2 separate regions of the Macaca mulatta genome follow, and region 2 is linked to region 1. The links are chromatin contacts, called in public Hi-C maps. All regions are on one chromosome and are shown on one strand. Each heading gives the region's core, a stretch centred on a gene start, on an enhancer-like site or on the middle of the called end of the contact. The rest is flanking DNA. Distances are from core to core; before and after follow the strand shown.

Region 1 (2,659 bases), core at 88-2,587:
GCCTGTAATCCCAGCTACTTGGGAGGCTGAGGCAGGAAAATCGCTTGAACCTGGGAGGCAGAGGTTGCAGTGAGTCAAGATCGCGCTATTGCACTCCAGCCTGGGCAACAAGAGCGAAATTCACTCTCAAAACAACTACAGCAACAACAAACTGAACCATAAAAGCATTCCAATATAAACAGCAGTCTTTAACTCACCATTACCTGATTTGGAAGTAGGGTACCTTACGTTTCTTTGGCAGCTGGTTCCAAAACACTCATCTCTCAGATTCTGAGAATAAATGTCATTTATTGGAATGGGAGTGTCACAGATTATAGTATCGTGGCATGCAGAGAGCGAGCTTGGAGTTGAGAAGGAACATAAAAGCTGTTTAAAGCTACTAACTCTGGGTTGAATCCCAGTTCCAAGTCCTTCGCTGGCTGTGTTAGTTTGAGCAAGTGCCTTGAGTCTCCTGTTATGTAAAATGAGACTAATAATAACGCTATCCTCTTCAAAAGGCGGTTTTGGGATTAAATGACATAAATACACGTACAATACTTTACACAGTATCTGGCAGACACATAGTATTCATCGTTAGCTATCGTTATCAGCCTTGCGATTCCGTGCAAGTCATGTAACCTATTTGGGTACAATTCCGCCAACTGCAAAAGGCCTATCAGGGCAACCGCCCTGCTTCCCTCCAGGGTTGTGAGGATTAAAAGAGAGTGCACTCGGCCGGGCGCGGTGGCTCAAGCCTGTAATCCCAGCACTTTGGGAGGCCGAGACGGGCGGATCATGAGGTCAGGAGATCGAGACCATCCTGGGTAACACAGTGAAACCCCGTCTCTACTAAAAATACAAAAACTTAGCCGGGCGAGGTGGCAGGCGCCTATAGTCCCAGCTACTCGGGAGGCTGAGGCAGGAGAATGGCGTGAACCCGGGAGGCGGAGCTTGCAGTGAGCTGAGATCCGGCCACTGCACTCCAGCCTGGGTGACAGAGCGAGACTCCGTCTCAAAAAAAAAAAAAAAAAAAAAAAAAAAAAAAAAAAAAAAAGAGAGTGCACTCAGCAACAGCCAGGTACATCAAAGAGCGAGACGGACCGCTATGACGTAGGACCCAGGGCTGGCCGAAGACTTGTGGGCGGGGCTTGGTCTCGAGTTTGCATGCGGCGACGGGATTGGTCAAGGGGAGCATTCATCAAGCCCTCTCAAGGGCCCGCCCTAGATCTCACCGCGCTTGCGCACGTTCTGTTTGCTTCGCCGCAAAGCTACGTGTGACCTTGCGACGCGTGTTGCGCTCCGGTCGCATAAGCGTCAGCGGCTGTCGCTGCGACTGCGTGGCGGGTTGTCCAGGTAACCACGGGAGTTGTCGCTGTCTGGTAGCATCTGAGAGACAAGTGTGCGTCATGCAGTTGAAGCACCTGAGGACCCTGCTGAGCCCTCAGGTGAGGAGTTGCGTGCCAGTCCCTCCCCCTTCCGCTTTATGTTCCAAGAAAAGTGGGGGAACTGAAGTTTAATGATATTGAGCTCCTACTGTGTGCAGAAGGCTATAAAGGATATAGCGATGATCTGGACCCTGTCCTGTCGATACAGTGTTCAGGAGGCGAGATGCAGCGCTAAGGACTTGCAGCTTTCCTTACATTTCATTCACATCAGTTGTGTACAGGCCCCGTGCTGGGACTCGAAGGATACCCAAACCACCCGACTTATTCCCCTGCCTTCAGGAGGCTCGTATTAGAGGGAGAGGTGCACATGTAAGCAGCGAGTATGAATCTGCCCATAATTAAATAAACGCCTTAGGTGCAAGCCCTGAAGGGGGAGTGCAAAGACCGAACCGTGTATTCTGATTCAGGAGAGGCTGGGCACCAGGTGAGGAGCCCTGAAACATGGTGAAGAAAGGGTGGACTTTGGAGTTAGCACAGCAGAATTTAAGTCCTAGCTCCACCACTTCTTTCTTACTTTCTTTCTAAAATTTCTTACCTTGCCCTTATTTCAGATCCACCACTATTTATTTATTTAACTATTTGAGTCAGAGTCTTGCTCTGTCGCCCAGGCTGGAGTGCAGTGGCGTGATCTCACTGCAACCTCCGCCTCCCGGGTTCAAGCGATTTTCCTGCCATAGCCTCCCAAGTAGCACCCCCGGTTAATTTTCGTTTGTTTGTTTGCTTGCTTTTGTTTTTGTTTTTTGTGGAGATGAGGTTTCCCCATGTTGACCAGGCTGGCCACCACTACTTTAAACAAATGAGCTGATATCTCTAACTTTAGCCTTTATCATACAGTGTCTCGGAGCACTCACAAACTTCTTCATTTGAAAAACATGAGTACTAAAGGCAACTTTGGGGGACTTGGGGAAGAGTTATATAGAGTAATATACACAAAAGAGCATTGTAAACTGAAAAGCAGTGTGAAAAATTGATAGACAAGAGGAAAGGACATTCAAAAATCAAAGGACAGAATAATACAAAGCTAATAAGAATAAGATGTCTGGCCAGGCACAGTGGCTCACACCTGTAATCCCAGCAATTTGGGAGGCCAAGGTGGGAGGATCACTTGGGCCCAGGAGTCCAGGACCTCTACAAAAAAATTTTGACCAGATGCAGTGGCTCATGCCTGTAATCCCAGCACTTTGGGAGGCCGAGGCGGGCGGATCACCTGAGGTCAGGAGTTCGAGTCCAGCCTG
Region 2 (2,659 bases), core at 52-2,551, 47 kb after region 1:
GGTGTGAGCCACTGCACCTGGCCAGTCAGCATCTTTTCAACACAGCCAATCTCTGTGGAATAAACCCTTCCTGTTCACCTTCCTTACCTGCCCCTGAAGTCCCTCCTTCCTGCAGGGCCCAACTCCACGTAGAGTGAGTGCAGCCACACAGCAGTAACCAGATAGAGCAGCCTCCCCTGCAGACATGAGCAAAGAAGGGATCCAGAGAGCCAAGGCTGTATCCTGAAAAGCAAGGATGGGGAGTAGGAGGGAGTAGGGCAAGTGCAGCAAAGAAGGGAAATTAAAAGGGCAGGACCAAGGCTTTGTAGACCACAAGAAGGAAGAGAATGTGCTCACATAGATTCTTGTGGGGTCAAAGGGGCAGTCGGTATGTCCCGGCCCCTCATCCAGTGGTACCAGAGGATCCAGCAGTCCTGGGTGGCAGTCAGCAATAAGGCGGCGGCCACCGTTGGCCACAGTGAGTGACACGGCAAGGAGGAGGCCCAGAGAGCAGGCAGCGGACAAGAGCAGGTTCACCAGAGCTAGTACCAGCAGGGCCCAGTGCTGGCAGGGACAGATCAGGGTGAGCAGCCTGGGCCTGGCTAACTCCCAGTGACTAGGCACCCAGTTTCTCTATTTGAGGCTCCTCCAATCTATTGAAAGACCAATCTCAGCCCCCATTTCCCTGACTCAAGCCTACTCGTTAAAAGCTCCAGGAAGTCCCTTCTCACCAGTGGAGGGCGAAGAAGGTTCCTGGACGCCAGGAGAGCCACAAGTCCCACGGAAACGCTCTGTGGAAGACACAAAGCCTTTGGCTTGCTGGGCTCTCCGGGCGCCCGGCCCCCACCCCGGGCCGCCTGCCGCGCTCACCAGCAGCCCCGAGCCGACGGAGATGACATTGGCCGTGGTGTACTCTGGCGTGACAGCGCCGCGGGGATTGGCCACGTGCCGCAGGACAGTGCCGTGCAGCACGGCCCCCAGCAGCAGGTTCACGTGGCCCACCAGGATCAGCGCGAGGCCCACGCGCATCAGCCGCCGGGGCCCCCGGGCGGCGTCTGCAAAGCACGGGTGAGGGCAGGGTTGAGTCGGGCGGGGTGGGGAGAGATGGCTCCTGGCGGGTTAACCGCGGGCAGTAGGACAGGCCAAGGGTGGCCCCAAGGTTAGGAGACAAGACGCCAGGTCCCGGAAGTTACCGAAAGCGCAGAGACTGCAGCGCCTCATCCCGTCCGCCGCGCCGGCCGCTGGGCCGCTCTACCTGGGCCCAGCCCCGCCCCAACCTGGGCCCCGCCTCCGTCCCGGGTTCCCCTCCCACCTGGGCCCCGCCTCCGCCCCGGGCCCGCTCCCCCTGGCGGGAAAGGCGCGAACACACGACGCTTTTAGCAAAAAGTAGACTTTTATTACAGCAGCAACTGAGGCGAATCGAATGGCCCCCCAGGGCCACCACTGCAGCACCACCTTTCTCTCCCGCCCCGGCCGCCCCAGCGGGATTGTAGAATTCGGCTCCCCTAGTGCCCGTGGGCCTCCTTTCCACACAGGCTGGGCGGGAGCCGGCAGATCAGCGACTAGCCCCCAACTAGAAGGCGGCTGCTGAGAAGGCCCAGGCCCACGTCTGTGCAAAACAAGTAAACAAAGTGCAGAGGGGAGGAAGAAAGGGGAGGGGGAGGATGATGCTCAGAACCAGGGAGCCCCCCCAGCCCTCCTGAATAATAAAGGAAGGAAGGGGCTTCACAGGGTAATACTGACTGGGGGGAAGGGATAGGAGGGCTGCAGCACGTCCAGGGACAGCCACAGCGCAGATCAGGGCCTGGCTCGAGTGAGCTCTAAGAGGAGACGGTGACAGCGGCTGAGTTGAGGGTACTGTTCCTGGCAAAATTGAACTTGTTCAAGGTCTCTTCTAGCAGAGAAGTCAGCCGGCTTTGGTCAGCCTGGGGAAGAAGAGCTCAGTGACATGGGGGCTGAGAGAAGAGAAGGCATGGGGGCAGCCAGGGCAGATGAAGGCAGAAACCTCACCTCACTAATGAAGCCCAGCTGCACCAGCTCAGCTGCCAACTCGGGGATGTTCTCATCTGACAGAGAAACAGGAGGGGGTGAGTACAGTATGGGACTGAGGGACCTGGGGCCCTTCAGACAGCCCCACCGGGGCTAAACTGTCAGATCCACCCACTGCTTTAGGGGCTAAGATAGTCATTCTATGTGAGTCAATGTGTTACTGCCTTGTCACCTCTCCCACCCCTGAATATGTCCCTAAAAGATAAGGCTCATAGACTCTCCATCCTCTGAGGGAAAGGAGAGACTCACTTGGCATCAGGTCACAGCTCAGGTGCCGGTTCAGTTTGTCCTCCAGCTTCAGCAGAAGCGTCAGCTGGAGAATAGGACAGTCAGAAAATGAGACTCTTCTTCCCTACCCTCTGGCCACCAGCCCTGCGCAACCCTAGCCCTGAGCCTTACATGGTGTTTGACTCCCTCCTCCACCGACTCAATGTTGCACTGCATCAGCACCACCTAGGGAAGGAAGAGAGGGTCACTCTAGAGACCTATCCATAAAAAACCCAATACCTAGACGTCTTTCCAGCCCATAGGGCATGGCTGCTAGGGAGCATTTTCTCTAAAGAATAGAGCCTTATTTGAGATGTTCTCTCTCCCTTCCACCACAGCCATGGAGACAATCCACACCCACACA

What was found. A called contact is a pair of places that touch in the nucleus more often than the background predicts.
Region 2: a Hi-C map of CD4 T cells shows a contact between it and region 1, with 2.1 times the contacts expected there. The contact joins the promoter of KRTCAP3 here to the promoter of IFT172 in region 1. A contact is called at or near these places in 2 of 14 Hi-C or Micro-C datasets (CD4 T cells and fetal cortex germinal zone).

Annotation. Positions count from the first base shown.
Region 1 is chr13:97,492,514-97,495,172 of T2T-MMU8v2.0, forward strand. It overlaps IFT172 (intraflagellar transport 172), which reads left to right and starts at 1,338. Exons shown (of 48, transcript NM_001257589.1): 1 at 1,338-1,424. The coding sequence starts at 1,386.
Region 2 is chr13:97,539,444-97,542,102 of T2T-MMU8v2.0, forward strand. It overlaps KRTCAP3 (keratinocyte associated protein 3), which reads right to left and starts at 1,302. Exons shown (of 6, transcript XM_077959860.1): 1 at 1,173-1,302; 2 at 850-1,034; 3 at 711-770; 4 at 337-543; 5 at 88-222. The coding sequence starts at 1,200. NRBP1 (nuclear receptor binding protein 1) reads right to left here. Exons shown (of 17, transcript XM_077959840.1): 14 at 2,428-2,481; 15 at 2,278-2,341; 16 at 1,990-2,045; 17 at 1,354-1,904. The coding sequence ends at 1,800.